Regions from separate parts of the Danio rerio genome. Here region 1 is linked to region 2. Evidence: chromatin contacts called from public Micro-C data. All regions are on one chromosome and are shown on one strand. Each heading gives the region's core, a stretch centred on a gene start, on an enhancer-like site or on the middle of the called end of the contact. The rest is flanking DNA. Distances are from core to core; before and after follow the strand shown. Region 1 holds the start of prrx1a (paired related homeobox 1a). Region 2 has its middle 25 kb from the start of mfsd12a.

Region 1 (5,918 bases), core at 3,410-5,909, 67 kb after region 2:
TAAGTCAGTACTGAAGCCAAATCTGGAGCTTATCTAACAAAATAACTTATGATAACTTACGGTCCAGAAACCAGGACACCAAAATTTATGTTATAGAAAATATTAAATACAAATTTAAAAAAAGAGGAAAAAGCAAGAGAAGCAAAAAAATGAAAAATATATTTGAAATTTTGGAGAATTAAATTTTTTTTTTTTTTGCAATATTTTGCTCTGAATTGAATTGTATTATCTTTCAATTTCTAAATTTGTATGGTGACTAAGGTATTCTTTTAATAAATATATGTTTAATAAATCTGTTTTGTTTAAATGCACCAAATAGCATTGCCTATATTCACTGAGAAATGGAAAAAAATTCATTTTCAAAATGGGGTGTATTCAATTATGCTGAGCACTGTACGTAATAGATATATATATTATTCACAGACATATGTCAAAACAAACTTTTATTTTGGATGTGATTAATCTTTGCCCAGAACTAATACAAAAGTATTTAGAAATTACTTTTTTTTTTTTACATTTCACTTATGTTTTTACTCAAGCAGTCTAAATCAGCTGTTTTACTAATTTATGGTTTTATATTGTAAGTTTAACAGAGCTTTATGATGATTTAAACAAATTTGTATTTGCACTTTTATGTAAAGCTGCTTTGCCACACATTGTGTAACACTTTACAATAAAGTCCCGTTAAATACCAGTAGTTAATGCATTAGGTGAAATTAAGAATAAGCAATACATTTGTTGTGTTTATTCATCAATGCATCTTCATTACGCATTAACAACATTTTTAATTCAGTAGTTTAGTATATGTTAAATTGAATGTGAACTAAAATTAATATAGTCTTTCTGTTCGTAGTTTATGTAAACTTATTGTTTACCAATATTAACAAATGAAATCTTACTGATAATTTTTCTCAGTTATTATATATACATTTTTATTTCAACCTTTGACAAGTTAATTTGTGTCATAAAATACTTTGCACATTTTTCGTTATGACATGAAATGTTATAAACATTTATTCACAAGTACATTGCATTCACATTTTAGTTAATATGCTAAAGTTGATGTCTAATATCATACATTTATGAATAACCTACAATATCCAGCACTACAAATATTCCCTCTGATGAAATAATGGTGAATTTAGGCAGTCATATAAAAAGTGTTGGATTTCCTACCTGTATGACGGTGAGCTTCCCCAGGACAGGTAGTCATTGGGTCTGGGTGCGGGTCGTGGGACAATGGGCTGCTCTACGGCTGTTACTTCTCCTGAGAAAGACTTGAGCAATGAAGCATTTTTACTTGCCAGCATCGCACGTTCATTTCGTCGAAACTTAGCCCGTCGATTTTGAAACCATACCTGGAAATTAAAGAAAGGTGTTGAGCTTGTCATGCATAGATGGAGATCTATCATGATGGAGACCATTAGAAAGGAGAAGGTCAAACACAGGCTAATACAAATCTCTAACCTGAACTCGTGCTTCAGTGAGGTTGACCCGTCGTGCCAAGTCCTCCCTGACGAAAGCATCGGGGTAATGCGTCCTCTCAAACACTCTCTCTAAGGCCTGCAGCTGACTGCTGTTGAACGTGGTTCTGTTTCGCCTCTGTTTACGCTTCTTCTTCTCCTCTGCGTTGAGCTGCTCGTCTGGAGGCGCACAAATAGTCAAATATTAATATGACGTGAATATCCAAATTATAATGTGGGTCAGATTCTTGCACTGTAAAAAGGCTGGCTTCCACACAGCCTGGATTTGTGTTGAGACTACATGAAGGAATTAAGCTAACTCGTTAATTTTTACAAATTTAAGTGGATTGAACCTAAAACAATTAAGTTGCCCCGAAAAAAAAAAACAAGAATTTTTTTGCTGCTCATTTTAAATAAGTATTTATTTTTACAATTCAGTAAATCCTAGTGAGACAGTGTTTGTGTAGGAAATTCAACCAAAAGAAACAGACATTTCTTAAAATGTCTCTGGGAGTGTTTAATAATTGTTTAATAGGCGATCAGAATTTGATTAAGGCAATTTAAATGTGTATATACATGTATATGCTGGGTTTCAACCAGAATTTGGGTAAATTATGAACAAACCCATACCACTGGGTTAAACATTTACACACACTACATTTATCCTTCTTTAAAATAAATGATACATAAAAATACTAAAGAAGGAAAAATTAAACAACACACAAAACAGCTTAGCTAATTATGCATACTATCATTTTCTAATCTAGTTATGGTCAGGCCATAATCATTTATAAGCATATCAACACAATTATAATTATAAGTAATTATCTATGTTCTGTCATGATGTTTCATGATTTTTATACAGAATTTTAGAGAGATTTTAACTTCGTGTTTATGATGTTTGCTGCTTTGGTCTGCAAAACAGATTTAATTTTAAAGATTTTTTTACATGTAGACTACAGAACAATAAATTATTAATGTGTAAATATTTTAGGTTCTCCAGTCTTATTTTTCTCTTGCATAAATTAAATTGCACCAAAAGAAATGGAACATAAAAGGACGAAATTATACAGTTATTTTTAATATACAGATTTTGTTAAATTGCCTGAAAAAAAGTTTAACAGTCTCTTATATAAATTGTCTTCTGTACTTTTGCTTCTTTATCCTACTTTTTCTTTCTATAGTTTGTGGCTGATTTAGAGGTAAATGCTAATTATAATATCTAGGCCTTTTTTTTTTTGGTGTAGGAAAAATGCAAATCGTTGTAGACTTGCTACTTTCTGGATGCATCAATCAGTTCTTAAATCGCCCCATAAAACCTCCCGGAGAGAAGTAGAGAGAAAACACCACAGTGACGAATTGATTCGCCCCAATTTCTCCAAGGCCGTAAAGTCGAGAAGTTGAAAGCAGAGGTTATCAGTACTGCAGGCCTAGAGCTTGAACAGGTCTACATTTGACAGCAAAAAACATTTAAACTTTATCGTCTTTTGCCAACTGATAGCCTATGCGCTTATAGGTCTATAAGGTGATCTTCAGTTCGGCTATATGGTTTCTCTCATTCATATTTTGAATGCAACACTTCAGCAGTCCTGTCTAAAATGTTGGCTAAATTATTTAACAAAATAACTAGGCAACATGAATAAACATATTAATGAAACACAGAGGCCTAAATGCATTCGCACGATGCTTAAAATCGTGTTGCTGAAGGCCTAGTTGTACTATTTAGTCCGACGGAAAACACGCTGTTATTATTTAGGCTAGGCCCCTTAAAATTAATTTCGTTTTAATTAGTATTTCGGTTGACGAAAAAATACCTTAAAAGTGAGCTTTTTAAAAATTCAAATCAACATAGTTTTAGTCAAATAAACAAGACTATTTGGTTTGATTCATGGTTGCATGATCACTTGTTTACAGCAATTTCCATAAAGTTTTAAATAGAGTAATACGATAGTAACTTTAGTACGATAGTAAATTATAGTTTTTTAAGTAATATATCTTTTAAAACGTAGTTGAACTATTTTTTCGAATCACATTCAGAAAGATAGCTGATGCATCCATTGCATTTTTGAGCATTCAAATGTTTTTACTATTATGCATTTTGCAGATGTTTTATTGTTTTCTATACTGAGAAGTAAATATTAAATAAATAGAAATTGGCCTACTGAAATTTAACAGACTCTCTCGACTTCCGTACATGCATTAGACTAGTAGGCCTACTAGAAGTCTGCAAAAGTAATATACTTTTAATTTTATTTAATAGATAAAGATATTTTATTTTAACAAGCTTGGATATCGAAGAATATATTTGCTACATTTTACGTTGGCTTATTTTTAAACGGCCTATTTTTAAACGTGTATACCGTTGGAATAGTCTATAACATTTTGAAACACTTCCATTAATTAAAGTAAATTGGTAAACAAACGCATATAGGGTAAACGAAGAAGAATGTGTTTTCATTCTCACTGTGTCCCTACAGAATAGTGCATGTCAAAAAAATGACCCTCATATTGGTGCATGTCATTGTCATGCATTTGCTAATGTGATAATCACATCTATTACTGCATGTGCTATCAACAATAGATAACAATCAATGTATATTAGCATGTACAAATTATTTGTAAATATATTTCCTTTTTTAGGAGATCCTAAATTGCCTGCGTAATTTAAGAAGTGGCTACACTTTTCCATTTTTCCCCTGTGTGACTTTTGAAGTTTAAATCTTCCTTTGCTATGAAAAAATATATAATTTGGAAAGCCCATTGACTATAATCCAGATTCTCCTTTTTTTTTTTTAAGGCTCGTATTTTGTTCTCCAGCACTTACTCTCCTGCTGTGTAGTGTCGCTCCCGCTGGTGAGTCCCGGAGACTCCAGCATACTCCTGCCCGCCTCCCCTGCGCTTTCCTCCGCTTGAGCTCCCACCATCTCCCGCGCCTCCTCCAGATCCAACAGGTGGCTCACGGAGAAGTTCTTTTTAGCCTGTAAATGATCCTGATTCGCGGTGATCGCAGTCTCCAGTCGGTTTGGTAGTGTGGCTTGTCTGTCCATTACATGAGCATAGCTGGAAGTCATGACGCAAATTGACGAAACCCAAGATATCCTCTACCTACAACCAACATGGGTTACGTTTCGACCATAAACAACCACTCTATACTCGACAAATTTATCGATTTCTGTTTTTACATCCGTAGATCGGCGTCTTGTGAATCCAAAAAAGGCGTATTTGCTAGCTCTCTTTTATTTGACAATCGCGCGTCTTCATGGGAAACTGCATCACAGAACAAACATCTCCAGTTCAAGAGCTCCAAAGTTTCCAAAGTTTTGCCGATGACTCCACTCTTAACTCTGCAGCAGAGACTTTCCCCTCTCATTCCCAGAGTGAGGGAATGAGTAAACTGGCGAGGAAGGTTTGATGGCACAGATGAAGGATTTACGCCCAATGGTAGGAGGCCGGACGAGCTTCTCTCAGCTTCTTTCTCCGGTACTTCAAACGGCGCACACTGGCGCTGAGGGGGGAGCCTGAGAGCCAAATACACGAAAATTTAAAGCCCTGGGGAAGGATGATACACATACAAGAAGTCCTAATTACGTGGCGATGTTTTTGTCTGTGTTTAAACGTTTAACGTCTATTTTTTCCACCTCCACTGAAATACGGAGTCTAATAATGACGTGATATAAATAATTACAGAATTTTAGAAATGCATTGAAAATGCGTTTCATGCATAAACTGTCTTAAATACAACTGCAAATATGATTAACGTATTTTAGAATTTGTTTAGCAGGCTATATCCTGTGTAGAATTATTGTTTTATAGGCATTATTGTTGTCATCTTTCACCCAACAAGTGAAATAAACATTTTAAGAAGGCAATTTTCGGAAAATGATCATAAAATATTTGAGAATTTTACTATAATTTTTTCACAGCTGTTTTCTTGTTTAAAAATGAATTTTAAAAATATAGAACATTTTTTATTATATGTAGGCCTAATTTTGTTGTTGTTTCTTTGAATATAATCAGTTTTAGAGGTCAAATTAACATTCAAAATTCTTCCACTATACTCACGCTGTGTTTTGTTGTAACATGAGAATAAAACCAGTAGGCCTACCAAGTATTAAATGGGTGAATGACGTAATCCATTTTGAACGTGATAAACATTGGATCATTTTAAGTAGGCTAACTGATTTCCTTTGCAATATAAGCTTATTTTATTTATTTCTCAATTTAATTGCTAGTACATACTTAAATGGCTTAATCGGAATTCTTGAATTCATTCATGCTATTATTATTATTATTATTATTATTTTGACTCATTTTAGTCTAGCAGTATATCTGGAACATTATTTGTCAGTAAATCTAGTTACGTTCAACAGTTGGCCAAGCATTTTTTGTTTTAAAAAGATGTCTAATAGATGTCTAAACAAAGTCGTCTTGGCTAAAACAAGACTAAATTTGGGT
Region 2 (5,772 bases), core at 1,443-3,942:
TAAAGGTACATTACTAATAATTATTTAAATAAAATGAATCTCTTTGCTTTTCCATAAAAAGGAAACTGGTGTCTGTGCATGTGCCTGTATTGTGATCTGCCTGTTTCCTCCTTTGAAATTGAAATTATAATATCGGTTACACTTTAGTTAAAGTAATAATTTAGAGTATTTTCTACTGGCTTATTACTTGTCTATTATTAAGATATTAACTGTTTATTAGCACTTATAAAGTATGATCTTGTTTACATCCCTAATCCTATCCAATACCTAAACCCAACTTCTAACTTAATAACTATTAATACGCATCTAATTAGTAGTTTATTGAGGTAAAAGTCTTAGTTAATTTTTTGTTAATGGCGTGAACTGTAGTTTAAAATAATATAAAGGGAACGAGAATGCAAGAATAATAATTGAGAAGCACCCTGTGTCTCTTCAGTCACATTTCTTTTTCATTTTGATGCTTCAGCAGATCACCATGACTACATCATGCTTAAATGCTGCCATGTCATTGGTTGATTAGATATTTGCTTTAAAAAGCAACATAACTGGGCGATGTGGTGGCACAGTGGTTACCACGTTCGCTTCACAGCAAAAAGCGCACTGGTTCGAGCCTCGGCTGGGTCAGTTGGCATTTCTGTATGAAGTTAGCATGTTTCCCCCGTGCTTGCATGGGTTTTCTCCAGGTGCTCAGGTTTCCACCATGACATGTGGTATAGGTGAATTGGGCATGCTAAAATTGTCCTTAGTGTATGAGTGTGTGTGTGTAAATGAGTGTGCATGTATGTTTCCCAGTGATGGGTTGCGGCTGGAAGGGCATCGCTGCTGGATAAAACATGCTGGATAAGTTCGTTCGGCTGTGGTGACCCCAGATTAATAGAGGGACAAAGCTGAAAAGAAAATGAATGAATGAATAAGGCAATTTAATTGATGTACCTAATAAAGTGGCCAATGAGTACATTTTGAGAAACTGTAATGCCCATGAAACTTAAAGTGGCCAGATGGAGGTGCCAGAACTGCCTGTGTAAAGGGATAGTTCAGCCAAAAATCTAAATATACTCACTTGAAACCTTTATGGCTTTTTTTCTGTTGAGCACAAAAGAAGATATTTTGAAGAATGTTTGAATACAGTAACCACTCACACCCATAGTAGGAAAATCAAATAGGAAGTCATTGTTTACTGGTTTTCAGCACTTTTCAAAGGATTTTCTTTTGTAGAGATGAAACTACAAAAAACTTAAGATGAAAAAAAAAAAAATAAAACTCCAAACAGGTTTGTGATGAGAAAAGGGTGAGTAAAAGATGAAAGAAATTTCAGTTTTGGGCGAGCTATCTTTTAGGAATGCTGGAATTTCCTGACTTAAACATGGAACAGCTTTAACATGTGTAGAAATTACAGGTTTTTACATAACAGAAATTGGTAATAATAATTTATTGGGTACAGCTGTCCAATTGCTTGTTAACGCAAATTTCTAATCAACCAATCACATGGCAGCAACTCAATGCATTTAGTCATGTAGACATGGTCAAGACGATCTGCTGCAGTTCAAACCAAGCAACAGGTGATTTAAGTGACTTTGAACGTGGCATGTTCAATGTTGCATGTTGGTGCCAGATGGCCTGGTCTGAGTATTTTCATGCACAGCCATCTCTAGAGTTTACAGAGAATGGTCAGAAAAAGAGAAAACATCCAGTGAACAGCAGTTCTGTGGGCACAAATGCCACACTGGGTGCTACTGTCAGCAAAGAACAGAAAATTAAGGCTGCAATTTGCACAGGCTCACCAAAATTGGACAATAGAAGATTGGAAAAACGTTACCTGGTCAGATGAGTCTTGATTTCTGCTGTGACATTCGGATGGTGGGGTTAGAATTTGGTGTCAACAACATGAAAACATGGATTAATACTGCCTTGTATCAATGGTTCAGGGTGATGGTGTAATAATGTGGGAGATATTTTCTTGGCACATTTTGGGCCCATTAGTACCGATTGAGCATCGTGTCAACAACACGGCCTACCCTTCCCTTTATGCCCACAGTGTACCCATCTTCTGATAGCTACTTCAAGCAGTATAACGTACCATGTCATAAAGCATGAATCATCTCAGACTGGTTTCTTGAACATGACAAAGAGTTCACTGTACTCAAATGGCCTCCACAGTCACCAAATCTCAATCCAATAAAGCACCCTTGGGATGTGGTGGAACAGGAGGTTCACGTAATGCATGTGCAGCTGACAAATCTGCAGCAACTGTGTGATGCTGTGATGTCAATGTGGAGTAAAATCTCTGAGGAATATTTTCAGTTCCTTTTGTTAAATCTACGCTACGAAGGATTAAGGCAAACGGGGGTCAAACTCGGTACTAGTAAGGTACATCTAATAAAGTGGCCGGTGAGTGTAATAGTTCATTGTGAATTTTCTGGATCATACATGATCACAGCTGACAAGAAAGAGCCTGTTTTTTTCCATCCCCTGTTAAAACCCAACACTTTTTCAAGCCTTTTAGTCAGATGGCAAGCAATGTTAGTTAAGAAAAGGGTAAAATCCAGGAGGTGAAGCCCTCAGAGAGATAATAACTCTGGTGTGGTTTTTATTTGGGGGAATCCCAGAGGCCACAATTACCAATCACATCCATATTGGCAGCAATCAAACATCTAGCAGGTCCTAAACATTTACTGTGCACACTCATTAAAGATGATTAAAAACATGACGGAGAGCGGATCAGACAGGTTTAAACGCTGAGGGACATTTAAAGACTTCCCAGCCTAATTGAAAACAACAACAGGAAATAGAAACTGTTGGTGTGGGGGTGGGGGAATGAATCATTAAAGAACAAAACATGATCAGCAAGAATAAAACTGAAGTGAATAAAGTAGACCTGAAGTGAACAAGAGGCCTACAACAATAAGCTTAAACAGATGGAAGCGGTTTCTTGTTTTGTTCGCTTTTCAAATGTCGCCGTTTCTTCTGATCATGCATTTGGTGCATAAAACCTCTGCTTTATTACTTGTTTGGCTCTTTAGAAACATCATGCACTCGTCATTATATAAATAGAATGTTTCATAGTTTGACGTTTAAATAAACAGAATGTTTCAAAGTTTAAATAATTGGAATGTTTCATAGTTTCAACTCTGACTTCAAGTTTAGTCGTTAGTTTAATAAGTTGAAAGAGCGGTGAGCCGAGCGATAAAACATCATCAGCAATAAATATAATTTCTTTTATAGGTCCCCTGTGCATTGACAAGTTTACTCTGTGCTTTATTACTATTTTTTAAAAATGGCTATATTCATTTTTCAACATCTTACATCATCTGGAAATATGTCTGTTTATTATCCATCAAACTGCTTTTTCCAAGGCTATAAATGTTTGTTTTTACATCCAAAGACAATCAGTGTGGCTGAAGTACTAGTTTCACGAAGAACACTTTCAGTGTTCGTTTTCAAAAGGCTCTTTGGAAGTTCAAAGTCTTTTCATCTTTTTGAAGCTTGTTAGACAGTTTAACTATGTGGTGGATTTTGAGAGATGATATATGAATATAAAGTAGATTTGAAGTAAATTGAAGTGGAAATCGACTTATTTGAAATTAAATAGTATATATGATTTTATGATGTAAGGCAGGGATGCCCAAACTCAGTCCTAGAGGGTCGGTGTCCTGGAGAGTTTAACTCCAACCCTAACCAAACACATCTGAACCAGCTAATCAAGCTCTTACACAATATATATTGAAACGTCCTGGTAGGTGTGTTGAAGCTAGTTGGAGCTAAACTCAGCAAGACACCAGCCCTCCAGGACTGAGTTTGGACACCCCTGATGTAGGGGCATCCGCTGTGTAAAACATATTCTGGATAAGTTGGCTGTTCATTCTGCTGTGGTGACCCCTGAATAAAGGGACTAAGGAAAATAAATTAATTAATTCATTACATGATGTAATATTTTGATACGGGGGCAACAAAGTGGCTCAGTGGGTAGCACGTTCACCTCACAGAAAGAAGGTCGCTGGTTCGAGCCTCGGCTGGGTCAGTTGGGGTTTCTGTGTAGAGTTTGCATGTTCTCCATGTGTTCGCATGGGTTTCCTCCGGGTGCTCCGGTTTCCCCCACAAGTCAAAAACACATGGTATAGGTGAATTGGGTAAGCTAAATTCTCTGTATGTATGTGTGTGAATGAGTGTGTATGTGTCAGATGTGATAGGTTGCAGCTGGAAGGGCACTCGCTGTGTAATACAGTACATGTGCTGGAAAAGTTGGTGGTTCATTCAGCTGTGTCGACCCCAGATTAATAAAGGGACTAAGCTGAAAAGAAAATGAATGAATGTTTAAAACCATAAATACTATCACTAGGAATTCTTTGAAATGGCCAATCACTTTTAACCAGTTGGTGGCGCTGCACACAAATTGGTGTTGTGTGGTCAATTTGGGCTGACCCCCAGAGTTACTATTAGGGGCCCCCTAATTTTCACTTTCATTCACGACACAAATAATTTCAAAAATTCTTTACTAATTTTTGCCATCATGCTCTGATTTAATTTCTTTGAAGAGCCAAGTTTACAAACAAAATTGTTTTACCTTTTAAAAGAGACGAGAGATAAAACTGTTGAAGTTATATTTACCTCTGAATAGTTTTAGACCCAGGAAGTAGACAGACATTTAATATCTAAAGAAGTTTTTGAAGTCTTCGCATAACAAATCCTCTCTATAAGTCTGTTTTATCAGACAGAAATGCAAGTTTTTTTTATATTTCGTCATAAATTTTTTTAGCACTCTGTGCCATTGGCCAAAAATAGCCCTAGACTGCTTCATACAGTGATGTCTAAGTCACATCAAATTTCATAGATCTACACAGTTAACATGATTTAACCAAGTGGAACATGTTGGATCAACATCTCCTGGAACAACATTCCAATCAACCAATTAGATTTCAGGGATGCATTTACCAATTGAGTTTAGGCGTATAACAATCATAAGTTAGAGTTTTAACTAGAGCTGCACGATCTTGAAAATTTTGACATTACGATATTTTATTTTTCTGCAATAAATATTACGATATGAATACAGATTCACAAGATAGTTTGAATAGCACTATTTGATATTTGACTAATTTGGTTTGTTAAGGGAGCCTAACAGTATTCAGGTACAGAAATAAAAAAAATCACAATGCAAAAATGCTTTTCTTCCTTTGAATAGTCTTGTTTTTAGTCCAAATATCTAAACATTCTCAGATCAAGTAAAATAAATAGTTTTTTAACTTGAGAAGAAATAAGTCAAATTTAGGAATTTTTTTTTTTAAGTAAGCAAAATTATCTGACAGCGGGGTTAGTAAAATAATCTTGTCTTCGCTTTGAAATGTAGATATCTGGACTACAAACAAGACAAAAATTCTGAGAAAGATTTTTTTTTTTCCATAAATTATATAAATTCCATATAAAAACAGTAATTAAATAAAATTCTGTGGCTCCTGGTCAGCTATATTCTAGACTCAACTCATATCTTGAATATTGCGGATGCGCTAATTGTAATATTAATGCTAAAACAATATATTGTGCAGCCCTAGTTTTTAACAGTTATAAATCAAAGAGTTATAGGAACGTGTGCCACATTCTCATTCACAAATCCTTTTCCTGATTTTATGAATAAATTGGGTTTAGGGTTAAAGGCCAGTGACAAGGTCAAGACTCAGGTTTTGCACATGAATGTTGTTCTACATTCACGAAAGGTTATCGGTTCAAAAATTTGTCTTACAAACGTTGGAATTTCATAAGCAGCGCCTGATTTTCTGC

The links. A called contact is a pair of places that touch in the nucleus more often than the background predicts.
Region 1: a contact with region 2 is called in a Micro-C map of caudal fin, with 4 times the contacts expected there. The contact joins the promoter of prrx1a here to the enhancer-like site in region 2. A contact is called at or near these places in 3 of 18 Hi-C or Micro-C datasets (caudal fin, embryo and fibroblasts) and 1 of 4 datasets of contacts at active chromatin or transcription factors (caudal fin).

What each region holds. Positions count from the first base shown.
Region 1 is chr2:26,497,306-26,503,223 of GRCz12tu, forward strand. It overlaps prrx1a (paired related homeobox 1a), which reads right to left and starts at 4,660. Exons shown (of 4, transcript NM_214734.1): 1 at 4,288-4,660; 2 at 1,468-1,643; 3 at 1,177-1,358. The coding sequence starts at 4,534. The region is part of intron 4 of LOC103910044 (a long non-coding RNA gene); the gene reads left to right.
Region 2 is chr2:26,432,644-26,438,415 of GRCz12tu, forward strand. No RefSeq gene overlaps it. Among named protein-coding and RNA genes, the nearest start is that of mfsd12a, 25 kb to the left of the region's middle. Within about 2 kb of position 2,693, at least 2 of the 62 cell types and tissues checked have an H3K27ac peak or open chromatin away from gene starts, as enhancers often do. A contact at or near this core is called in caudal fin, where this site is marked.